Regions from separate parts of the Mus musculus genome. Here all the other regions are linked to region 1. Evidence: chromatin contacts called from public HiChIP or PLAC-seq and promoter capture Hi-C data. All regions are on one chromosome and are shown on one strand. Each heading gives the region's core, a stretch centred on a gene start, on an enhancer-like site or on the middle of the called end of the contact. The rest is flanking DNA. Distances are from core to core; before and after follow the strand shown.

Region 1 (6,135 bases), core at 1,058-3,557:
TGGCCTTGAGTCTAGGGTGATTTCGAAAGCAGAGGTCCCCGAGTGGGTGGCTGAGAAGGGGCTCTGAGGAAGCTTCAAGGAACTAAGGAATGATAGAAAAGGTGAAGCTTTCAAAAGCCCGGCCTGCACTCCCCACCCCTTCCCGAAGACCCAGGATACCCAGCGCAACCCAGTCCTACCTCCCAACCCCTACTCTGCTGCTTTTAATTGCCTTCTGCATCGCAACTAAACAGATTTCTTTCCTAGGCCTCAACTGATGGCACGAGGGTAGGAAATACAACATGGCTGGTCTACATTGCCATCACTTTATTGTATTGTCACCGTTAACTTAACTATAAATACTACGGTGGGGGACGAGGCTCACGCAGGCAGCCCGGGACAGTGGGGCTGCGGTCCCCACGCGCCTGTCCCCAGCAGTCCTGGGCCTGTACATTATTTACAGCTAGCTCCTCGTTGCTTTCTCGACCCCCTCCCGCAAGGCAGGGTGTGTGCAAGTAGCATCGACTGTCTGTGCAAGTCCTTGCGTCAGGCAAGCGCCCCGGCCGGCCCGCGGCCGCGGCCGTCAGCTGTCCGAGTCCAAATCGCTTTTACCTTCCTCTTCCCTCTTCTCCGGCGAGGCTTTTGAGGACGTCTTGTTCCACTTCTCGGCGTTTTCTGACTCCTCCGAGGAGGATCGCTTCTGTCGTCTCCACTTGGCTCGGCGGTTCTTAAACCAGACCTGTTGCGCAACCAAACAGTGGTGACCTAAAGGCTGCTGCCCACCGACACCAGGGCACCGGGTGGCCCCGCGTGGCCAGGGGACAGCCTGACCGTGGAACCTTAGCCTGGCAGGGAGAAATCCGCAGGCAATCGCTGTGCTCAAGACCAACAAAAGGAGAAGCACCCTCCACGCTTCCTCTTTTCCTTCTTGGGCCTAAAGTACCCTCGGGCAGCCTCCAGGCCACAGCCTCTGGGATGCTCTTAGAGTGGCCACATCCCAAAGGAGGACCCGGCAAAAGCCGCGTGCAGGGAAGGACCGCTAGACGCCCCCACCCCAGCCCACCCCCGCTGGGGCTCTTGCCTACCTCCACCTTCTCCTCCCGAAGGTGCACCTTCCTGGCCAGCTGCTCCCGAGTGCCCACGTCTGGGTACTTCGTCTCCTGGAAGAGGTTCTCCAGGGCTTCGAGCTGCTCATCGGTGAAGATGGTGCGGTGCCGCCGCTTCCGCCGACAGTGCAGCTGGTTGAGCAGCTGCAGCTCAGTGCGCGACAGCGTGCCCACGTTCATGTAGGGCAGCATCTGGTGCGGCACCGGAGACACCAGTACAGAACCGGGGCCCTCGTAGCCTGCGACAGAGAGAGGGACGGGAGTCAGTCATCCTCCCTCGGCACCGTAAGCCAACCCGCTCGCTGCCCTCGCTCACTTAAAAATAAAAAAAGTCTGCAAGGGGCGCTATGTCTTTGGGGGGCACCGAGACCAGGGATGCCCAGACGTGGAAGGAGCGTCTGCCTGCACACATCCAAAAGCCAGTTCAGGCACTTTAGAATCTCCCCGCGTCCTCACTTCATTCCCGCGCGCGCGTGGAGTCGCCCCGAGACTCCCGGTGACTCGGCTTTTTAAACTCTAACCTAAAGTTTACAGTAGACGTATGCAAAGTCCCCGTACCCGGTGACCCAAAAATATATTAATTAATTAAAAGTAAAAGATAAATAAATAAATGGGAGAACGGGGAAGGCTTGCAAAGGGAGAAAGTTGGTGCCAGGTGAGTAAAGCAAGCAAACCGCGCGTCCATGCCCCGGCAGCCACCGACTGCCGCAGTGGCGAAGGCCGGCTCGCGAGCGATCGCGACCCTACCTGGGGGCGTCGGGACGCAGGAGCACTGCTGGGCGCCCAGCGGCGGCACAGCCCCGCAGCAAGCCGGGCCCACGGGCGCCGCCTGCACGTGCAGCTGCCCGTAGAAGTAGCTGTTGTAGCCCAGGCGGGAGCTGCCGACCGCGGCCGGGAGGCCCGCGCCTCCGGGGGCCACAGGGCGCGGGTAGAAGGCGCCGTAGTCCGAGGAGGTGCCGCCGCCGGCGCCGTAGAGCGAGTCCCCGTGTAGAGCCGGGAAGACCACCGGAGCCGCGGCGCTGGGCGCCACCGGGAGCACCGCGTCTTTGCAGCGCGGCCGGGCGGCCAGGATGTTGTCGATGCTGAACATGCTGGCGGGCATCCCCGAGCCCCGCGTCGGGACCGGGGGGCGGCGGGGACGCGCCGAAGAAGAAGAAGTCTCCAAGTGGTGTTGTTTGGGGTGGGGGTTGGGAATTGTCCCACTCTCTGCTCCCGCGGGCGAGCAAACCGAAAGAGAGCGCGGGCGAGCGCGCAACTCGCGCCCCTCCCCGCCCCCTGCGTCCGAACTCCCTCCTCCCGCCCTCTCCTCCCCTCGCCGCCGCCTAGCTGAACTCAACCCGCGGGTAGGACGCAGCTCCGACCGGCTCAACCTCTTGTTGGTTTTATACTGAGTCGACGTCATCCTGGATTTAGTTCCTGGTAATATGCAGATGACAAACAGAACCAGATTTGGTCCTTTTCTTTTCCTTTGGGTGGTGTGGAATGGGGAGGTGGGGGTGGGCGGGGGGCGCTTGCAGGGGAGGGGGAGAGATGCCAAGAGGAGGGGGGCCACAGGGCCTGAAAAAGATTGTGGATTGAGAATTAATGAAATTAACCTAATCTTTTCCATTCGGCAGCCCCGGCGCGGCCCCGGCCTTGCTGGGCGGGCGGCCTAATTGCCCAGGTTAATCTTATTAATACTATTGTCCTGCCGCCGTTAACAACTCCGCCGCCGACCTCTCCGCCCCGACCCTTTTCTCTCTATTATGGGGTGCGATTTCCTATGGTTGTAGCTCAAATTCATTGTGGCTAATTTTACTTTAGGACTACTTTTTACTCTCTTTCGGAATCTGTTTGCTTTTAAGAAATGAGGGTGGCTGTGTCCTCCCTCAACTAAGACTGAAAGTGCCCCCCCCCCGCAGCCAACCCCCTACCCCGTGAACTCACTGCCTAATTTCACTTCTCCACCCCCCCCTCCGTCTCTTTCCCAAAATCTTTTGTTTTTGCGAAAGCCAAATTTTCTCAGAGCAAAAACCATGAAAGTAGAAACGCGTCCGCCTTCGTACAAGTTGTCTTTTTTCTTCTTCTTCTTCTTAAAGCGGTCACTCTGGGTCTGAAAACTACCCTGACTCTCCCTAGCTCCTAACACACCAGTGAAGAGCAAATTCAGCCAGTCTTTAAAATTCACCACCCAGAGGAGCGCTCTGAAGCGATGCTTCCAGAGGCTTCCCGCGTGGGTGCCGATAGGTTCTGTGTATTTTTGATTATTAGTCTGGGAGAAGGGGTGCCTTCCCCCCCCCCAAAAAAAATTTTTTTGGCTTTAATTCTCGTGGGATCTACCGGGACTGCCTGTCTCCTTTCTCAACATATTGAGTGGCGTCCCTCTCTCAATCAGCGAGCTCTCCGAAAGGCCTCTAGCTGTCCTTCCAGGCCCGCGCTGGCCTCCGGGGGACCCCAGCGGCCTGGACAAAAGTCGGGCCACTGCGGGCGGCCGTGATGATTTGCGGGATTCTCCGTGAGGCACGGCCGAACCGCGGGAGGCGCAGCCAGCCTAGATCTGCGCGCTGGCGGCTGGGCGACCTGCGGGAAGGTAGGCGACCCTCTGGGCAGAACGAAAACAGAGGCCCAAAGTCGTGCGTCCCGGTGCCAGCCCGGGAATTGCACCGCCATCGCGCAGGCCACTCTCCAGCTACTCCAGGAGAGACCTGGGTAGAGGACTTCCATACCATTTGTGGAGATTCCTCTCTCACTGATAAGTCTGAGATAACTTCAACGCTGTCTAAAGCCGTACAATAAATGCTAAGTCCTCCCTGGCACTGGAGGAGATCCTGGGACCTCTCCTTATTGCTCTTCCTGGGTTAGAGAATCATTGCGGTAAGTTTGGTCCCGCCTGGGCGCAGAACTAGGCAGTGCGTGGGAGCAGCCACCCGGAACTTAGGAAAGCGTGTACCTCCGTGCCCTCCAGCCCACCCACGCATGGCCTAGGACACTTGATTTGCTTACGTTGCAAATTGGGGGTGGTGGTAAGGATTGGATAGAGACCGGCTTCAGTTGGGGAGGTGACAGTTTCTTGTTTTTGTTTTAAGAGAAACAAAGTCTTCTCGGGAACGCTTCAGAAAGGCCAAGCCCACCTAGAGAAGTGACCTTTTTCCATTACAATGACTTTACTGTCACCAGGTTCCAGGACACACCTGCTGCCCTCCAACATTTTCCCACGTTCGGTTCTAAAGGGAGATAAATTGATTGACAAGAACTGGAGGCTGCAGTGACTTCGCTGTGTTCGTTTGTGTTGGTGGTTGTGAGTGGATAAGGCGCATGCAGGGGCAGGTCTCTTATATGACCTTTACAGGGGTACAGGCAGAAACAGGAGAGCCTGGGGTAGATTCCTGAACCCCTGAAACTTCTGAAAGGGGACTCAGATCCAGACCCGACAGGTACTCAGCCTCAGATTTGAAAGAGCAGTGGAATTTTGAAAAGAATAAAACAAACCCACGCCCACCCATTCATGTCTCTTTCAGCTTGGTACTTAGTGATCAGTTTTAACAAGTCCGGGATTTCGCTGCAGGGCTCGATTTCCCGAAGCCCTGTAGCTATATCAGTGACCCTAGAAGGAAGAGGCTGTTCACCTGTAGTCAAGGGTGCCAGGGTTCAAGACCTAACATTGCCACCTGGCAAACTACCCCTCCTTTGGAGGCCTCAGGATTTTAAATAATCTAACCAAATCCGAGATTAATTGAATCCCTTAAAACCTTAGTATTTAATGAGTTTTTTTCTTTTCTTTTCACTGGGACAAAGGAGTGTGTTGGCCCCACCCCTGCCCAAAGGCAAAAGCAGGGTCTCTTCAGCTGGGTTCAAGATAAAGAAAAATCACTTGGCTCTTTTCCTTGAAAACAAGACTTTCCCAGAAAGAAGCTCCCGGACCCAAGCCTCACAACTACATGGGTTTAACCGCTACACTCCGGGAGAGCTCACCCGTGGCGTGGCTGAGCCTTCCTGGTACAATTGTCCCCTCAGCCCAAGGTTGTTCTACTTTGTCGGCTGGGAGGCGGACTCCGTGAAGGAAGTCAGGGGCCCAGCTCCCTCGCTGTGCTTTCTCTGAGGAAACCCTACAAGTGTCCCCAACGCACTAGGAACAATCCAGAATGGCCGGGCGCAATTGAAATAACAAATGCGAGGCACGCAAATTGTCCCCCTCCAGTTGCTAAGCGATTGTTTGTCGCCCCGCATGCCCAGCTCAGCATGGGAGAACCAGCGAGTCCGGAGGCAGCCAGCGAGGCTTCGGTGAGAAATAAGTAAACACGCAGTTGATTTTCTCTATTATCACACAAACACGATTTCACACAAAGCAATCACCACGCAGAAGTCTATGAAAATGTGTTTGTTGGGGGACTCACTTGTCCCAGTAATAGCCCTCATTTTTAAGCTATTAAAGACCAGATCAGTGGATTCCACGTGCATAAGGTATATCTGCTGTTTGGGGTCTTTTGAAGACTCTGGTACCATCATCATCTCCGAATTGATTCGGAGTGTTGAATTCAATTGCTTTTCTAATTTAAAACCTAGAGCCCAAGTTTGGAGTGCTCATCTGGCTATCTTTCAGAGGGCTGTCTCCCCATTATCCTTATATCCCAGCCTCATCGCTTTTCTCTTCCCTTGGGGATGGGGGTGGGGTGGGGGCGGGGGACGGGTCAGAGGCCCCAACTCCTCAGGGTTTATTTCTTAAACACTCAATTTCTGGCCTGTACATGGAGCAATTTCTAATTAGACATTTTAGGTAGGGTTTTTAGGTACGTGGTTTAGGTAGGAGTTTTTTGAGCTATGTGCAAAAAAAAAAAAAAAAAAAAAAAAAGCTGATGCGTCCTTTTCAGAAGTATGTGAGATACTGTAAGAGAGACATAGGAATTAGGAAAAATAGACGAACCCTCACGGGAACCAGAGCGTACTGAGACCTCCTACGGTTTTAACCAAGCAAATTGGTTTTGCTGTTTGCATTTTGGCTTTTTTTTTTTTCCAGTGTCTCAAAAACAGTTTCCTGTTTCTGCTGCTCCTTGGAGGATGTCTCAGGAGCTCC
Region 2 (6,135 bases), core at 2,429-4,928, 210 kb after region 1:
AAACTAAAACTGGCTTTACCTAAGGCCACGGTGAATCAGCATAACCACGGCCACCACCTCAATTTTCATCTCCATCATCACTACCGCCAACGCCAATGCCTTCCATTACCACACCATCACCACCATTATAGTTACATCACTATATTAATCACCGCCACCATCACCACCACCACCATCATCATCACTACCACTACCACCATCACCATCATCATCACTACCTCTACCATCATTACCACCATCATCGCATCTCTTTACTGTTATCCAACATTACTCTAAAAAGATTTTAGCCATCCTGGTCTCAGTCATCACAAGCTATCAGGTCTCCAGACTCATGGAGTCTTCTATGTCCTGCCACCTGTATGTCTCCCACCCTCACGCTACCTCTTCTTCTCTGTCTCCCTTCTCTCACGCCCTTTTCTCCTCCTCACGCGCGTGCGCGCGCGCGCGCACACACACACACACACACACACACACACACACACAGCTTCCCTAAGTCTCCTGTGTCGACCCCATCTTGCATGGAGGACCAGGGCGGGGGCTGCTTGCATATGGAGTAAGCATAAGGCCCAATGTTCTCTGCCCATCTCTGATGCATGGGGCAGCCATTTTCCCTCTCGACTCCATGGTCTTCTCAGCTGGAAAGTCCCATGGGGAGAGGAGGTCATAGGTCACACTGGGGACAATCCTCAAGTTCTCAATGGCCCTTTTATCCTGACCCTGCGGTGGGAAGGGAAGAGAAGGGGACACCCTTGGTGGCTTCTGAGAAAGGTGAGAGAAACATTCTTTACTGTCCCCTACTAATGTGCTGGCCTTGAGCTCTAGACTGTGTCCCTACATCCCAATGAGGGAAGAGGGCTCCAGCTGCCAGGCCCTGGACAGGTAGTCCATCTGATTGTCTTCCCAGTATCCTCAGAGACAGACGCCACACAAGGGCATGTGAAAGCCCATGTCCTCCTTTGGCTCTTCCCACCTAGATCTGCCTCTGGGTACCTCGGCCCCACGGACCTTGCGCAGCCGGACACGTGGAAGTACGGGATCCAACTTCAGCAATGGGGTTAGGAATAGATGGGAAACTCTGTCTCTGCATATTCTTGGGAGAAGTTTAAAAGCCCACCCCCACCCTCCCTGGTTTCCTCCCTGGGTCAAGAAAGGAGGGACAGAGATGATTTCAAGCCACCAAGGGCCCCAGGGAGTCTAGAGTGAATGTCTCAGCCAAAGGCTGAGTTATGCCCAGCAGAGGGATTCTGACAGCCTGGCCCGACAGCCTTCCCCACAGCTGCCTAATGAGACCCTCTGAGTGCCTGTGGCTGCGAGGAGAGTAGCCAAGGTGACGGTGACATCCAGGGAACCAATTTGGTCACAGAGTGACCGACTAAGCCATTGTGCCTCATGGAGCAGTCATTCCCCAGCCTGCCAGGCGGCTCCGTGCAGCTTTGGGGCTCACAGTTCCCCAGGGCAGGACTTCAGAAATAATAAAATAAAAGCTACCCCCACTCTGGGGCGGGGACAGCTGGCCACGATGCACAGCTGTCTATAGGACACTGTGTCGTAGTCTGTAACAGACCTGTTCACTTCACATCTGCCCTGCTGAAGACCCTGGGCAACACTGTGGCTGGGGTCACCTCTGTAGTGAGGAGTGTGAAACTCAGACTCGGTTCCAAAGTCACCTTGTGACCTAGATGACCGAGTTCATATGTGAGCCCACACCAGCCTGTTCGCTTCCTAAAACTTGTGTTTCATCTTTATGCTGTGTGTACCCCACCCTATGTCCTCTACCCACTCCTCAGGGGCACAGGGGTCAGAGGTCAAAGCCAGTGGGCACAGCCCAGCCCTGAGTGGGCCGGTGGGTGTGTGTGTGTGTGTGTGGAGGGAGGGAGTAAGGAGAAAGGATGTCACAAGGTACAGCAGTGATGGCTAAACTGAGTGAGGATTGGGCGAGGCTCACATTGTAGACTGAGTGGGCGGGGCTTACAGTGTAGACTGAGTGGGCGGGGCTTACAGTGTAGACTGAGTGGGCGGGGCTTACATTGTAGAGTGCCTGAGGAGAAAGAGCCACAGAAGACAACCTTGAATGGCACGGAAACTCCTGCAGGTACCCACACTAGGACTGGCAGCCCTTCCCCCCTCAAAAGGCTGACAATGTGTGGCAGGAGCTAGGCAGATAGAAGGGCAAAGGTGAAGGTTTGCTCCAGTTTGGAACTGAAGGCATCTGCCGACCTGCCTGAACCTGTGAGGGAGCAGAGCCAGCCAGTAAGACTGACCAGACCCGCATCGCCCAGTGGACCTATTCCTCCCCTTCTCCCCCAATTGGACTTCCTGAGTCTGGGCTCCATGCAGGACAGCCTACCCCGCCCACAGCCCAAGGGCCTGCCCAGCCTCAAGGTGAAGTTTCCTTTCAGGGTGACCCTAACTCTGCCTCTCTGCTTTCCCTTCTACCTTCCTCCAGAACTCATCACTCCTTCCTCTCAAATTCTTGAGGATAATGGGACCTTCATGGGTGTGGGGTGGGGGGGTAATAAACTGTGTTCTGGCTGGTTCTTGTGGACACCTAAATACGTCTTTACCCCCTTTAGGGTAGCGATAGAAGTATAGACTCTGGAATCACACTGCCTGAAAGAAAATCAAGGAAAGGACACTTCCTGGAAGAGGTGACCAAGCGGGGTCTTGAAGGACGAATAGGAGTTTGTAAGAAGCAGGAAACAAGAGGAAGAGATTAAGGAAGAGAAAGTGAAAGCCTAAGGGGTGTGTCTGGGGGGTGGGCCAGAAGCAGTGAGGTGGAGATGTGGGGGGAGAAGGGAAGATAAGCAATCAATGTGTAGGGAATCTCAAGGTTCGAGGTCAAGGAGGAAGGAGGATACAGTACCTTCTACGCGCTAAGAGGAAACAGCAGGTTCCCAGTGGATGTCAGCTGCCCACCACCTAGCTGACCTACGCTTGCAGCCTGCATGGTCCTCCAAAGACAAGGGCCTTGGCTATAGTTCTCTAATGGGCCTTGAGAAGGAGGTGCTCCCTGGCTGGCCCAGCTCCTCCTCCTCCTCCTCCTCCTCCTCCTCCTCCTCCTCCTCCTCCTCCTCCTCCTCCGTTCCAGGGCTCCAGCACTCGGTCCTATCACAGCCGTCATCTCTTTCTCCTTCCGTCGCTCACTGATCGTTATCCCCAGACCCTTCCAACGCTTCAGACAGGCCGTCCATTTAATTTCGTAAAACCAAACAGCACACCGGCTCTCTCAGGATGCGCGGTGAGCGTGATACGGGTCTGTGGAATGTTTCTCAGAGCAGTGAAAAATTTAATTTTTCCCCCCAGCATCAAGATGTGTCAAACATAATTTATGCCTGGACATAATTCATCCCCAAAGATAAATATTGAAACCCAAGAGAGGAGAAGCAGCTGCAGAATTTGCTGGGGCCAGGGGGCTGCAGGGAAGGTCCCCCCTCCAGTCCTGCCACTGACAGGGTGGGGGGTAGGGGGGTAAGTATGGGGAAAACCAAAGTAAAATAGCAAGCCCGTGGTCTGGCCTTAGTCTCCCGCAAATGCTAAGGGTCTTTCTTTTTCTTTCTTTCTTTCTTTCCCTTTTTTATTTTACAAGCCTCTTTTGTGTCTGTCGGACTGTTGCTCTGTCTTGCATAAAATCGCTTGCTCGCAATAGAAGTCTTCAATTAAAGTCACCTGCTGGTCTTTGTCAGTTGAACTTGATGCTGTCAAATCACGCCGAGTTCCTTAAGCCAATACAAGTCATTACAGAGGGAGTGAATAAGAGCCGTGGCAGGCAGGAGCTCTCTGTGATCAATTGATATCTTCCTTTGCCTGGGAGGGGGTGGGGGTCTCGGAGTCCCGCTCCCTGCCGCCTCATCCCCTCCACAGGGGCCTGCACCCCTGGATCCAATTAGACCGCAGCTCGGCGGGTCTGAGGGTATGCTGAAAGGCCATCGGTAGGCGAGCCCATTAATAACTCGCCGGTGCCCTGCGTATTGTAATTGTCAGTCTGCAATTTACAGTAATCCTCCCATGCAAAAAAACCCAAGTCGCTGCAGCTGATTGGAAATTCATACTCCTGTTTGAAAGAGAAAAACACAGGCCGCACGGGTTAAAAGGCCACAGCACACAAGTGTGCGTGTTGAGTGACAGACATTTTAGTACTAGCCTGGGACCATATTTTAAAAGGTCACTGAAAACTCTTGGCTTGGGCTCTCTGACAAACAATGAACGTCCTGGGTATTTATTTGCCATCTCTTTGTTTTTACAGCATGCAGAATAAATGACTTAAATGACGTTGCGCGGGTCTGCATATTGTCATCACGGGTTACAAGTCACTATTAAACTCCGTCAAATCAAACCAAACCCGGTCAAGGCAACGAGACTAAGAGTTATTTGCATTCCTTCTGTCATAAAAAATCATATCCCCTTACTCAAGACTTTCAATTCGTTATTAAACGCAGCCACAAGAGTATTTCAGGTCTGGCAATATAAGCCCGGGGAAACCTTCTCGATATAACTCAGTGTAACAGCTCAGACCCGATCCCACTAAAAAGTCCCAGTTGAGCGTATCTGGGCGTTCAATCAAGACATACATATTACTTTTAAATAAGATTAGCCTCTATATTTTGCTGCTTAAGTTAAAACTTTTCATGTCTTTTTCTGCTTTTATATAAACTCCAGCATAATTCTGTTTTAGCGAAATACTTCAAACAAATTAAAAACCTCAAGTTGAATGTGTCCTTAACAAAAACACTCTTAATGGCACTGCAACGTGTTTGCTGACGTTAAAAACACTTTCCCATAAGATGGATTTTTTTCTGCCCCCCTCCCACCTCCGCCTTTGCTATTGCAGCAGTACAGGGTCCCCCTTGGCTGCTCCGGTGTAGGCTTTGACCACTCACTCTCCACTCAGCCGCAGTATCCATTAAAAAAGAAAAAAAAAGTATTGAAAAAAAAAAAAAAAAAAGTCCTGTCTTATCTGCCTTCAAAGGGGCTCTGGGTCAATTGGGAATGGAAAGTGATCAGTAGGGTATTTGGGAGAATATAAGGGGAGATACTTAGTTTCTGTTGATGTGCTAAAATACCATGACAAAGGCAACTTGGGGGGAAAAGGTTTCTTTCAGCTCTTAGTCCATCACTGAGGGGAAGTCACAGAGGTGGGAACTTGAAGCAGCCATTCTGTAGGCAAGAAGCAGAGAACAATGACTTAATTAATACCTGCACAGCTCAGCTGTCTTTCTCCAGTCTTATAGGTTGGAAAACCACACCTAGGGAATGGCGCCACCCAGAGTGGGTGAGACTTCCCTCATTGATTAATGTAACCCTAGAATTTCTCTGGGACTGGTGTTGACTGTGTCCTAGAAACAGTCATCAGGGCCCCTTCAGAAGTGAAGCTCACAGAGAACAGCTTCACCCCATGGTACAGCAGGCAGATGGCTGAAACTTTACCTGAAACCCTGCCTGTGAGTGAGGGTGGGGCCTGTGAGTGAGGGTGGAGCATGTGGGTATGGGTGGGGTCTGTGGGTGAGTGGGTGTGGGGCCTGTAAGTGTAGGTGGGGTCTGTGAATGTGGATGGAGCCTGTGGGTGAGTGGGTCCTGTGAGTGAGTGTGGGTGGGGCCTGTGGTGTGGGTGGGGCCTGTGAGTGTGGGTGGGGCTTGTGAGTGTAAGTGGGGCCCAGGAAGGTGAATGGCTGCCAATGCTACAGCAGGGCTACCCTCTAGGGCAAAGATGCAAGGGTTTGGATCAGTAATGAGGGCTCCCCCTCAATGAACTGAGTTCATGGAGATAGGTCCTAGGTAGGCTGATGGGGTAGAACTTTTACAAGCCAATCCAGACCTTCCTGAGAGGAAAGCTATGGAGTTTGGGGGCATTGGTCTTGTGGGCAGCAAGCAGCCAGGCACCTGCATCTACAAGATGGTGAAAGCTGCCAGCAGCTATGGGGCACAAGAGAAATCAGAGGCCAGGTGAGCCCTTCACTGCAGGGGAACCCTGACTACAGCTTTGGAGACTCTAGAGAGACCCCCACCTAGGCTGTCCTGGGACGCCATAAGAGGGAGAGTGTGAACTAGCATATGTGTATTCTCAGCCACTAAGCAGGGGGCTTGTGATGTGGCAACAGAAAGCAAACACTCATGGCGTAATGGAGTCACAGCTTCCTG
Region 3 (6,135 bases), core at 2,046-4,545, 160 kb after region 1:
TTTAAATCTGGCATTTATAATTCTGACTGGTGTAAAATTTCCTGATGGTTAACACATCACATTACCAACACTCTTGTGTGTGTGCCTCATTGCTAAGTAATTGACTAGCTTTGTAATTTGGGAAGTAAAAATCACATTTATGAGTCCCCGGAGGAGAGAGTCTATATTGTCATGCATAAAAAGTAGATAAATCATAAAAGCAAAATCTGCAAACATTCCCATTAGCCGGGGGCCCCTGGCGAGAAGGTGGGGGCCTCTGAAAAGTACACAGCTGTGTGCGATCAGCAGAGTGCTTTAAAATCAAGCCCTGTTTTATCTTGATGGTGAAATTACATACTGGTGGCTGCAACCCTGTCTGTGTCCAAGGAGCCAGCCACACTCCACATCCTTTATCCCTCTCCTCACTTCTCATCCCAGCTCAGAGCATCCAGGCCACAGAGAATCTGTACCCTCAGTGCCCAAATGGGAAGGCACATCAAGAAGAGACACTCCCCAATTAAGCCAGATTCGATTACAAGCAGAGTCCCCAAGTAGTAAATAGGTGTGGTGGCGATTTAGGGTTCAGCAAAGCCACAAAATGATCCTAACAAGACCCGACAGGATTTTTGGGTGTTTTTTTTTTAAGGTTTTTTTTTCTTTTTTTCTTTTTTCTTTTTTCTTTTTTTTTTCTTTTTCTTTTTTTTTTTTTTTTTTTTAGTGGTTGGGAGCCAACTGTTATTATTATGGTCTAACTACATGCATGTATGCATGCATTTTTAAGCGTATCTATTTTTAAGGGCAGACAGTCCACACACAATCCAAAGGGCGGGCGCAAGCCTGGGCTGTTTTGTGTGGGACCTTAATTGTATTTTTATGTGCCGTGATCTGAAATCTAGAAGTCTTGGGATTTTAAGCCTCGGGTCCTTTTCCCACTTTTCCAGAGTGTTGTAAATTAGTTTAGTATGCTTGAAAGAAGGGCCTAATTGTAACTGGTCTTGTTGACATATCAACTTGAGGCCGCCCAGAGCTGGCTTTGGGACCGTTGCCCTTGGTTTTGTAGTTACAGTGGGCTTCAAGGGCCTGACAGGTCCGGTGCTAAGATGTTCTGAATTAGATTTGAATTACAACCGCTAAATGCCCTTGTCAAAGACTGTTAGTCCTGACACTAGCCATATACCTTGAGCTGACTGTTCCGATGCAAGGCCAACGGCTTAAACAAAGACACGCTCCCAAGTTTCATTCCGAATTGTCAAAACGTAATTGAGTTAAAAGGAGCAACTACAGTCTAAGCATCGCAATCTTCACTGCTCCTTCTTTGCTTTGAAATAAATCCAGCGAACAATTTAACCAGCGTTGTAAGCACAGTGAACGAGGGGAGCGTTTCCACCATGAGGTTCGAGAGAAAAATCAAAACAAAACAAATCCAGGACCAGACCCTGTGGTTCAGGATCAGAAGAGCCTAAGCCCCTTTCACGTGGCGGGCGGTTTAGGATTCTATCCTCTCCGAGCAAGAGAAATAAAAATTACTGGCTGGACCACTGACCCAGAGGAGTGCCGGCTACATGACGGTCCCTTAGCAAATGGCAGTCACAGACTAGAGCAATGAATGTTAAGACAGGCTGGGGCCAAGTGACCTCGGTTGAATCCTCTTCCTGAAGCCAGACGTGAGGCCAAGATAGGACTAGATGCTTAATTTTCTGGAATCTCGTTTGCAAAATTGGGGATAGCCCCGCCCCCTTTCCAGGGTATCACTGTTAAAGCCAGCCCAGTGCATTCCATCCCTCCCGGGACACATTTCCTTTCTCCTGCCAAGGGCTTGCCCAGGACCAGGCTTTCTGAAACTACACTATGAATTTTGCCCCAGAAGTTGAGAGAGGAGCAAAGAGTTAAGCCTTAACAGTGTACCTAACTGAGGGAAGATAGGGGTGTATATCCACATAGACTGCTCGCAAAGTCATGCGGGGGGGGGGGGGTGCGGGAGTCACGGCAGCTACGGAGCACTTGCTCCATCTTTAAAAAAAAAATCACAAATTCAAATTTCAAACACGTCATCCAACACAAACTTTGCTGCCGCTGGATCCAGCCAGAGCCACCATCTGCACCTCGAGGATTTGCACCTTGGTGCATTTTAAGGGAAGGCAGCTGGAGGGTTGGAAGTTGGGCTGTCAGGTAAAATACAGGACACCCAGTTAAGTTTGACGTTCAGACAAATCATTTTTAGTATATGTATATGCTCCAAATATAGCTTGAACATACTTGAAATCACTCATCATAGATCTGAATTTCAATTTAGCTAAGTGTCTCCTCCACCCAACCCCCCCCCCCATTAATCTGTCACTCATCAGAGGTGTCCCCTACCCCGCAAGCCCCCACCCTGCCAGCCTGGGTGCTGTTGCAGTCGATGGTTACATCAACCCAGGTGAGCAACACACACTCTATTTCCAGGTGCTGCGAGATGCCCTATGGGTAGTCACTGGGGCTTGTATTCCAGAACCTTCAATATCACAAAACCACCAAAAAGTAAAAGATGGCTTCCTTAACCCTGGTGAAAAACCCCTCCCTCCTCGCTAGGGAAAGTATTCGATCTCTCCACAGCACAACTGCAGAGGGTAGAAATAGCAGGTGATCAAATTGCAGCCATTGGATTCCTGGACTTGAACCACGGAACACAAATCCAAGTGGCTTAACATGAAGAAGGGGGGAAAAATAACTCCAGAGAAGACGTTCCGGTGGCGTGTTTAGGGGGATCCCCATCCAGGGCCAAGGGGGTGCAATGAGGCTCTGGCCAACATCTGGAAAGGCCATTTTGAGCCGATTCGAGTCGTGTGTGTGCTCTGGGAGATCGCTCAAGCAGGGAGAAAGGGCGGGGAGCAGAAGGACCGTGCAACAAGTCACCCAAGCAGGAAGGTTTCCCCGAAACCTGGAGTACAGGCAACGGCCCACTCTTCTAGTCTACACAAAATCTCTTCTGTGCTTTTAAATAAATGGAAGAGAAGGAAAAAAATAATTTTTGTGGGCCGTGCATAAAGCCAAAGCCAAAAGTCTCAAAAAAAAAAAAAAAAAAAAAAAAGCCAAAATGATGAAGTACGTGTCTGAAATTACCTACCGGTGCGCCCTTCAGACAAGCAGCTTTATGAAGGTCAAGTTCTTACCTAGAACACCCTAGACACTTGTCTCCCCGCCCATCACCTCCAGTATGCAAAGCACAAGTTGGGGGTGGGTGGGAATTAGCTCAGCCTGACACCCCTTCAGGCCCTTCACCCCCTTCCTCGAGTTAATTTCCGATTCTATTAAGCAGCGGTGGTTCCCCGCGGCCCCTCCTCCCGGTCCCTAGGCTGATTTCAGATGCGAGGCATAGCCTTGGAGTTCAAGCTGCCGCTGTGTAAGGAAGCCCACTTTGACACAGTAATTACAGGGCTTGAGCGATGCTTTACATTAGAGTATAAAACACTCATTAAATTAAAATTCTTCCATGAAATCATGAAAATAAACAGTCTGTCCAAACTGGCATCAACAAATTCGCAGGGCGCCTCTGCGTTTTCTCAGACCCGGGCCAGCTCCAGGCCGCGTTTAACCACGAAGTGTGAACGGCTCACACGCCTTTGAAGAGCAGCTCTCTGCTTCTCTTTAACGTTATTGCCTTAATTGTTTTTACAACTTGTAAGATTTTAAAGCTATTAAGCTTCAAAGTTGGGGGAGGGGGGCGTCGGTGGGAAAACTTGAAATGAGGACCCTTGTACCCTGCCCAGGTTAGGGGTGGGGGAGGTTAGCATTCCCCAGCCGATACCCTTCTGGGACAATGAAAATACAAGGGACAAGAGGGGATGAGCAATTTCTCCACGATCCCTTGGGAGACAGAAAATAAACCTCACGTTTCAAAAGGTTCGGGCAGAGGCAGAGACAGCCTGGTTTCCTCCACAAAAGCAGGGGGTTCAGACCAAGCGACCCCGAGGTGAACTTGGGAATGAACGTGAGCTCCGTTTCCATATCAGCACATGGAGAAGGGTTAGGTTCCGTGATTTCACCTTATCTCTGAGTGTTCCGTCCCATCAAGTGACCACAGACATCAAATTAGCAAGTATTTAATCAGCATTCCTTGGAGAAACGGGAAGCCTGTTAGCAAGTTGGGTCTGCTGAGTGATCTGTTTCTCGAAGTCACAGCGCTGACTGTGCTCACACCTGAACAAAGGATTTTCCTAATCGATGGATTTTCCTATTCACACTAGCCAGTGTGTCTTTGTGCTCAGAGGCTGAGGTCACCTATAAAATGAATAATCGGGAAAAAAAAAAAAGACACTACACAGATCCTTGTGTGCTATTGGACATGCATGAGCGTTGCCTTGTCCGCCCACAACTGGGAGCCTGGTAGCGACACATCCTGAGCATGCTCCCATGTTCCCCAGCGAGTTCAAGAATGCTGCCAGGGCTGCATTTAAATTTCTGTCAAGGAGGCTGATTCGTAAACACAGAACCATGAGCAGTTAGGACCAACTGGACTTTAGAGGCGTGAAGAGGGGAGGTTGGGGGAAGGGTGGCATGAGCCCTGCTTTGCTGAGTAGAGAGGGGTGGAGAAACGAGGGGGAGGGAAGAAATGACAGTCTTGTAACTCCTACCAGAAACAAGTAAACTGGCTTCTGCAGCTACCTGTAGAGAGAGAAGGGACAGCATTCATGACAAAGAGCCATGCATGCAAGAGAACACACACACACCATGACAAGTTTGATAAAGCAAGGTTTAAGATTCTGTCTCAGATAACTAGTCTCCAACAATACTTTTTTAGCACACCATGATGTGGGGAATATTCTAGAAAAAGCAAAGATAATCAAAGTTTCTAGGGTTCTCAAAAGGAGTTATGAGGAGCAAGCTGAAGGGCAGACTCAGAGAGGCACTGCCAAGCCAGGTCATCTGACAAATGTCACTAGAGTGATGATTCCTTTTCATTGTCAACTTGACTGGACTGGATATTACCTAGGAGACACACCTCTGGGCACAGCTAGAAGATGTCTTCAGAGAGGTTTAGCTAAGGAGAATTGAGTGGGGAACAGGAAGGCACCTAAGCTCCAGCATTCACCTCCCCCTGCATCCTGACTGGAGGTATAATGTGACCAACTGCTTCTTGATCCTGTCCCATAATCCCCCTACTCTGACAGGCTGTATTCTCAAACTCTGAGTCAAAATAAACCTTTAAAAAAATAGCAACAAGAAAAAAAAAAAAACTAATACAGAAAATTGGTACCAAGAAGTGTCACTGTGGTAAACTTGACCATATGGTTTGTAGCCTTTGGGCATGACTCCAGAAAGGATTTGAAAGTTTGGAGCTGTAGGCTAGAGTAACTCTTAAACTTTTCTAAGCGGGGTTTACTGGGACATTTTGTGGAAATCTAGGAGACCAGAAGAAGAACAGAAATGTGGACAGTGGAAACCCAGCTCATGAGGTTTCTGAGGAGAATAAGGACTTTATTGGGTTGAGAGCACTTGTGTTAAATTCTGGAATAAACCTGTTAAATGTGTTAAAATCTGACTACATTCTGCCGGTGTCTTGAACCAGAGTGAGGCAATATTCAAAAGCAACAGACTAACTCAGTGGAGGAAACTTTAGTTACATTCAGACTGTGGCATGGCTACTGCTCACTGCTCTTGCTCAGTTCCATGGTGAAACAGAGCAGAAAAGCATGGTGAGTGAAACAGAGAGAGATACGGCCCAGTCAGGAGACAGTAGCTGCATTGTTTAGAAAGATCAGCTCTGTTAGAGATGAGTTTTGTTCTCTGTACTGGGACAAGAAGCAAGGTCTTCTGCAGGAAAGTCCTACTGTAGCCAGTTCCTGCTTGTAACAAGGTCAGTTTACTTGAAAGAAAAGAGCCTACGTTGATATTGCTGTGGAAAGGGTCCCCTGCACCTGAGTTCAGGCCATATGTGGCAGGGCTAGAGTCTTGGCAAGAAGGACTTGAAAGGCCATTGTATGGAACTGTGAGGTGAAATCTAACTTGCAGTAAAGATTCCAAGACCAAGGACAGCTGAAGACTTAAAAAAGAGTCCATTCGAGACAAAGTTTTACATATGTTTCATGCAGCAGAACTGGAGATTGGGGGGGGGGGGGCGTGCATTTTTCTGGAGCCCAGGTGACTCCATCATGAGTCCTAGATGCCAGACATGAA
Region 4 (6,135 bases), core at 1,324-3,823, 130 kb after region 1:
TTCAATACTCCAGTCATGATCAGGCACTACAGCTTGATATTCGGTGTCTCCCACGCCCATCCAGGCCTTGCTCACTTCTCTACCCTGACACTCCTCCATGAGCCTTCTCCTGACTGGGATCTCTGTGGAACCCTGATGATCCAACCCTCCCGGGGCAACACGGAGCAAATCATTCCCTTTGTGCCTCGCCCCCTCTGACATCACCGTGTCCCTCTCACCTACCAGCTTGAGTTTATAGACTTGATGCGATCAAGGTGAGGCTCTTCTACAGAAATGGCCTTGGGTGTCCTCTCTGCACTACAGTTTTCCTTTCCCATTGAAGGAAGAGGTGCCGGCCTCAGAGGCTACTGTGAGAGTCAGTGAGAGAAACTACGTAAAGATGCTGCCCATGGGAGGGGCCACCAGGGCTCTGCCATCACCCTTATGATCCTGGGGCCCACTGACCTCCATGAGTCCTCTGTGCTTGCTGTGGCCTCAGGCTGTGGGACAGACTGCTTTTACACAGGTTCTCTTGAGGTCTGGGAGTGCAGAGCAATCTTCCTTCTCAGGGAGTGGTGAAGGCAGGGGTTGAGTACGCCCCGAGGACAACCAACATATCCTGCTGGTGTCCTCCTTGAACAGCAACAGCCCGCTCAGAACTGCACTCTGCGCAGCCTCTCTCAAAACACGTGGAAGGGTGTTCTGAGCGCTTTGGTGACCTTGTAGGGACAAGACTTTACTGAACAAGGGGCTCGGGAACCAATACTTCCTGGTGTGAGCTAATAGGGTGGACCCTGCCCTTTGCTCGACTTTTAGTCTCTATTGCCCTCTGGCTTCATCCCTAATGAAGGGTGGTGCTCCTCCCTTGGTTCCACCCTGGGTCTGAAACACTCCATTTCACCACATCATTCATTCCTGGCAGAAAGAACACTCCCCGGCACACCAAGCAAGAGCAGTCTCCTCGGCTCAGGACCAGGCTGAGGCCCCAGCACTGAGGAGCCTGCGAGCCCAAGCTAATATGGCCACAGGGACCAGACTCTGACAACACCACCACCCCACACCCCTGTCAGGTGACTTGATGTGGAGAGTCATTTATTTATTTATTTATTTATTTATTTATTTATTTGGCCAACCTGGGAGGGTAAAAAGAGTTATGCACACATTTTCAGAGAATTAGGCAGAGAACAATAGGACAGGACACCAGACCTCCTCTGGCCTCAGTGTGTGCATTTGAGCACACACACACACACTCACACACACACATATACACCACAAGCATGCACACACACCACCACCATACACATATGAATAAACTGCACATATCCACTCCCCCATATGCAAATAAACAAATATAAATAAAAATGTTAAAGAATTTATGCAGTCTCACCCACCTTAAGGGAGCCGTTAGCATTAGTTAGGTAATGGGTAGATCTCATGCCCCGCAGGTCTCTTGAGTCCAATGCTGCAAAGTGACTGAGGAGTCCTTGATGGTCTCCTTCTTTCCAGTAAATGAGCTATTAAAACATTCCTAGAGGCCTGTGATGAGTGCGGGCTCAGAGTTCGACGACCCCTCCACAGGGTTCTGGAGCACAGCAAGGGATTTTTAGAACCTGCCAGAAAAGTGATGTAGTCGGTCAAGGCGACTGTCCACCTCTTCCTCAGAGAATCTTGGAAGCTTTGATTCTCCAAACGTGTGAACAAGAAATCCAGGCAATCTAAACCAACCAGAGACAGTTCCAATCCAGCATGCAGTCCCATGGGGGTGGAGAGGACCAGGCTGGAACAGCACTTGGGCAGGGCTCAGCTTCACTGAGTCCTAGGAAGCGGTGACAGCCATCTTCACATCTGTCCTTCATGAAATTGCCCATGCCCATCTCCTGGATGAGCCAAGTCTGACAAATGCCCACAGCCAAGATCTCTGTTCACTAACTCTGTCGCCCTGTTAGTCCAGCACCTGCTATCCACCCGCTGTGTGGTCTTAGACGGTCGCTTAACCTCTCTGGGCTTCATTTTCTCATCTGTCAAAGGATTAAAATGAACCTTTTTCTGATCAGATTGCGTGAGCTCATGTGTGAGTGGTATCAGCTGGGTGCCCAGCACGAAGAAGTCACCAGCAGGAGCTGTCATTGCCACATGGCTGGTGACAAGCCTAGCCCTGGGCCTTTATTAACCAGTGCTAAGTGACAGATTGCATGCCTGGGTAATGCTCACTGAGGCCCCAAGAGTTACCCTCTCCCTTTTCCCATCCCTCTGCCTTTGTGGCCACTGCACTCAGCAGGGCCCACTGGCTTGGTCTTTCACCCCTCTGTGCCTTGTCTTCCTGGTCCCTTTCCCTTGGAGTTGTGGGAGGAGCACAGACCCTGGTGGCGCCACAGGATCCCCACCATCCATGTGTCCTCACCCTAGGGACATAGTTCAGAGAAATGCTGGGAAGTCAGGGAGGCTTGGCAGCCGGGTAACCCTGGGAGGGACCAAGAAGCATTATCTATAGTGTCGTGTCAACTGGAGATTTAGCCTCAGATCCTGACCTGAGCGTGAGGAAACGGGGCTGGACGGGGGCCGCTTCCTGCCAGACGGGTGTCCAGACGTGTCGGGGACGGGCCTGGTGACAAGCAGCAGGCTCAGCGGACAGGCGGTGTTGCTGCTGATGCTGTACAGGCTCAGCTGGGTGAGGCTGAGGGGCCTGTCGAGGGACAGCAGTGCAGATAACGCTTCCGTGGCCTCGTGGCTGGGACGTCCTCCTACCTCCGAGACTCAATCAGGGGACTCTCTTTCTCCCTGCCCAGCCTTGATTCCATTCCACTCCAGGCCTGTTTGACCCTTCTGCAGGAAGTGTCTTTGGAAGATCAAGGCTTCTAGAAGAACTCTACAGCCTGTTTAAACTTGCCAGAGCACTGCTTCCTACCACTGTTATAAGCTGTAAGATACTCACTTTTCTTAGGACAGACGTTCTTAACCAGTAGATCATGACCCCTTGGAGCTCAAATGACCCTTTCACAGGGGTCGCCAAGACAAATCGAAAAACACAGATAATTATCGTAGGATTCATAACTAGCAGAATTACAGTTCTAAGGTAGCAATGAAAGTAATGGTATGGTTGGGGGTCACCACAGCATGAAGAACTGTATTAAAAGGTCGCAGCATTAGGAAGGCAGGACAACAGAAATGGGAGAAGTAGCTACTGCCACCTTGATGCTTTGTCAGGCCTGGACCACGGCTGGTGAGCTAGCACCTGCCCAGATTGTCCATGCTGGGCAGACCTGGGGTGGTTCCTGCATGCACCAGAGGTCAGTGACCACCCTCTCCAAACCCCAGCCTGTGGAGACAACAAAGACCACTTTGTATAGTAAACTAACTTCCAATCACTAAACACCTACCCACTGAAAAGCACCCACATATCAAACTACGCCAAAGTCCATGCTGCAACTCTGGGCTGAGCCTGCTCCCCAAGTCACGAACTGCCTGAAACCCAAAGGCGCTGGCCCAGCCCAGCCACACCCTTCCTCCGCCTCAGGAACATTCAGTTTTCTACATGAACAAAAAGTTACCCACGTTTGGACATGCTCTAGAACACTTGCTTTCCCCCCCTAAAAGACACGGTGGACTGCATCTTATCCACCAGAGGGGTCACAGGTCACCGCGAGGCTCTGAAGAGGTGACCCTGGAGCAGCCTGGTGTTTACAGATTTATCTCATGCATGGGCACACAGTAGGGCTTCAGACACACACAGTAGGGCTTCAGACACTCTACAGTCATGCTCTGGAGAAAGATGGGGACTCTGAGAGACGGCACAGGCGTGCTGTGACACGCATGAGTGTGTCTTGGGGAGATCAGTATCCACAGAGAGGCTTAAGGATGGGTGGACTTAGGAGAGAGAGCATGATGAGTAAATCAAACAGCAACTGGGGAGGTGAGATGTCTCAGAAGCTGCCAGTTCGCACCGTAAATAATTCCTGCGTCACTCTTCTACAGGCAGACTGGTCTCTGCTGTACGCCTGGCCCTTTCTGTGCCAACAGCAGGTTTTGGAGCCAACTGAGAGCCTTTTCCAGGACTCTCAGGAGAGCCAGGCTGAAGCTGGGATGCTCGGGGGACATGGCTTTCCTGCACCCTATGAGGTAGAGAGCAACTAAGGCTCCCTTGATCTCTTCACAGAGATTTTACTGCCCCCCAAGGAGGATATCATATTATAAATCCAACAAAGGATCCATCCATTGATTAGGACAGGGTCCCCAGGATCTCATCACCTCCCCAAAGCCCTCCAGCTAGAGACCAAGCTTCCAACACATGAGCCTGTGTAGAACACCTCAGATCTAAATCCACACTCCATCCCTCTTCACACCCAGCTCAGACCCTTGGGGCTGGGGTGGCCCCCAGGAAGCCAATGTCCTATCCAGAACTGAAGTGGATTAAACATCAAGAGTTTAGTTTCTTGCCAGAAAGGAGGTCCTGAGGAAGGCAGGCAGAACTGTTGTGGCAGATGAGAAGATCCTCAGGGGGTCTGCAGCCCTGTGGGGGGAGCAACAGTGTCAACAGGCCAGACCCCCTTGAGCTCCCAGGCACTGGACCACCAACCAAAGAATACACATGGAGGGATCCATGTTGCTGGCCTCATATGTGGCAGAGGATGGCCTTGTTGGACAGCAGTGGGAGGAAGTGCCCCTTTGTTCTGGGCGAGGGGTGTTGATGCCCCAGTGTAGGAGAATGCCAGGGCAGGAATGTGGGAGTGCATGGGTGGGTGGGGGAACACCCTCATGGAGGCAGAGGGACAGGGAATGGAATAGGGGTTTCTGGAGGGGAGACCTGGAAAGGGGATGACATTTGAAATGTAAATAAAGAAAATATCCAATAAAATAAAAAAAAGAGAGAGTGAAGGCCCTCAGGGCTGGTCTCCTCTGATCACGGACCTCTGCGTGTGGCTCCTGCGCCTCCATGGTCAAAGACAGCTACTGGGGCTCCAGGCTTTGCACCCCACTCCCTAGAAGCAGAACAAAGGAGTCTTCTTACATGTCTCACGCACAATCTTAACCCTCAAGTCCTGGATGCCATCTTTTAGCCACATGGCTATAAAGGGCCAGGGAAGAACAGAAAAGATCATTTTGGTTCTAAGTAGTAATTTATCCCAGTGCATATCAGAACTGTACCCGAAGGAGGCAGGAATCAACAGCAGGGCAGACGTTCAGCTCCAAGCCAAAGTGAGCACATCTCAACTACACTGCAATTCTTCTGCTATGCCATGTCTTTATCTACCTGGTCAACCATGTGCTGACTCAGCGGTGACATCAAGACCAAGGTTTTTTTTTTTTTTTTTTTTTTTAAAGATTTATTTATTTATTATATGTAAGTACACTGTAGCTGTCTTCAGACACTCCAGAAGAGGGCGTCAGATCTTGTTACAGGTGGTTGTGAGCCACCATGTGGTTGCTGGGATTTGAACTCCTGACCTTCGGGAGAGCAGTCGGGTGCTCTTACCCACTGAGCCATCTCACCAGCCCAAGACCAAGGTTTTATTGTATCCTTTATTCTGCCACACTCAGTGCGCAGATACCAATAAAATGAGTCATTACTAAATGGGTTAATAGTTGTGACTCATTTTGCAAAGCCATATGAAATAACACATTGGTTCACAGTCACAGGATGATGGTCACATCTCTTCTTACCCCTACATGGGACAGGACAGGAGAAATATCATTTCTTTCTTCCTTTTTCTCCTTTTTCTTTCCTTCTTTCTCTCTTCCTTTCTTTCTTCCTGTCTTTCTTCCTTCCTTCCTTTCTCCCTTTCTTTCTTCCTTTCTCCCTTTCTTTCTTTCTTTCTTTCTTTCTCTCTCTCTCTCTCTCTCTCTCTCTCTCTCTCTCTCTCTCTCTCTCTCTTTCCTTTTTCTTTTAACAGACAAACAAACAAGATGGCTAGCTTTACCAAGGTCCAGCAGCAGCGCTGACTGCGAAGCGACAGAATTAACTCCAACACACAAGCAGCCCCGGTACCGACTGCCATTACAACAGCTGCCCTCCTTTTCTGTCCTGAAGAACATTCGAATCTCGGGTCCCTGAGACCACTGAGAATGCCAAGCAGAGTGTGTGAGGGGCCTCTCCCCTTTTCACCTTGGCCTGAGTGTCCCGACGCATCTTGTAATTTCATTAAATCCTGTATCACATAC

Evidence for each region. Promoter capture Hi-C pulls out the DNA fragments that hold promoters and counts their contacts. HiChIP or PLAC-seq counts read pairs in DNA pulled down with a chosen protein or histone mark.
Region 2: a contact with region 1 is called in an H3K4me3 HiChIP or PLAC-seq map of craniofacial prominence, with 6 times the contacts expected there. The contact joins the enhancer-like site here to the promoter of Gsc in region 1. A contact is called at or near these places in 13 of 39 promoter capture datasets (the 3T3-L1 cell line, the HPC-7 cell line, cranial neural crest and 8 more), 11 of 115 datasets of contacts at active chromatin or transcription factors (craniofacial prominence, embryonic basal ganglia, embryonic forebrain and 6 more) and 1 of 9 other capture datasets (embryonic stem cells).
Region 3: a contact with region 1 is called in a promoter capture Hi-C map of second pharyngeal arch cranial neural crest, with 6 times the contacts expected there. The contact joins the enhancer-like site here to the promoter of Gsc in region 1. A contact is called at or near these places in 9 of 39 promoter capture datasets (the 3T3-L1 cell line, cranial neural crest, frontonasal cranial neural crest and 5 more), 3 of 484 Hi-C or Micro-C datasets (cranial neural crest, nephron progenitors and palatal mesenchyme), 6 of 115 datasets of contacts at active chromatin or transcription factors (astrocytes, craniofacial prominence, embryonic hindbrain and 3 more) and 2 of 9 other capture datasets (embryonic stem cells and liver).
Region 4: a promoter capture Hi-C map of epiblast stem cells shows a contact between it and region 1, with 2.8 times the contacts expected there. The contact joins the enhancer-like site here to the promoter of Gsc in region 1. A contact is called at or near these places in 8 of 39 promoter capture datasets (cranial neural crest, embryonic stem cells, epiblast stem cells and 4 more), 1 of 484 Hi-C or Micro-C datasets (nephron progenitors), 4 of 115 datasets of contacts at active chromatin or transcription factors (craniofacial prominence, embryonic limb bud and embryonic stem cells) and 2 of 9 other capture datasets (embryonic stem cells and liver).

What each region holds. Positions count from the first base shown.
Region 1 is chr12:104,470,929-104,477,063 of GRCm38.p6, forward strand. Gsc (goosecoid homeobox) reads right to left here and starts at 2,308. Exons shown (of 3, transcript NM_010351.1): 1 at 1,833-2,308; 2 at 1,065-1,324; 3 at 281-718. The coding sequence starts at 2,187. The coding sequence ends at 563. It overlaps Gm10000 (a long non-coding RNA gene), which reads left to right and starts at 2,602. Exons shown (of 6, transcript XR_381874.2): 1 at 2,602-3,654.
Region 2 is chr12:104,675,448-104,681,582 of GRCm38.p6, forward strand. No RefSeq gene overlaps it. Among named protein-coding and RNA genes, the nearest start is that of Gm31573, 16 kb to the left of the region's middle. Within about 2 kb of position 3,679, at least 11 of the 459 cell types and tissues checked have an H3K27ac peak or open chromatin away from gene starts, as enhancers often do. A contact at or near this core is called in craniofacial prominence and second pharyngeal arch cranial neural crest, where this site is marked.
Region 3 is chr12:104,633,911-104,640,045 of GRCm38.p6, forward strand. No RefSeq gene overlaps it. Among named protein-coding and RNA genes, the nearest start is that of Gm31573, 26 kb to the right of the region's middle. Within about 2 kb of position 3,296, at least 19 of the 459 cell types and tissues checked have an H3K27ac peak or open chromatin away from gene starts, as enhancers often do. A contact at or near this core is called in embryonic limb bud and second pharyngeal arch cranial neural crest, where this site is marked.
Region 4 is chr12:104,603,613-104,609,747 of GRCm38.p6, forward strand. No RefSeq gene overlaps it. Among named protein-coding and RNA genes, the nearest start is that of Gm31573, 56 kb to the right of the region's middle. Within about 2 kb of position 2,574, at least 12 of the 459 cell types and tissues checked have an H3K27ac peak or open chromatin away from gene starts, as enhancers often do.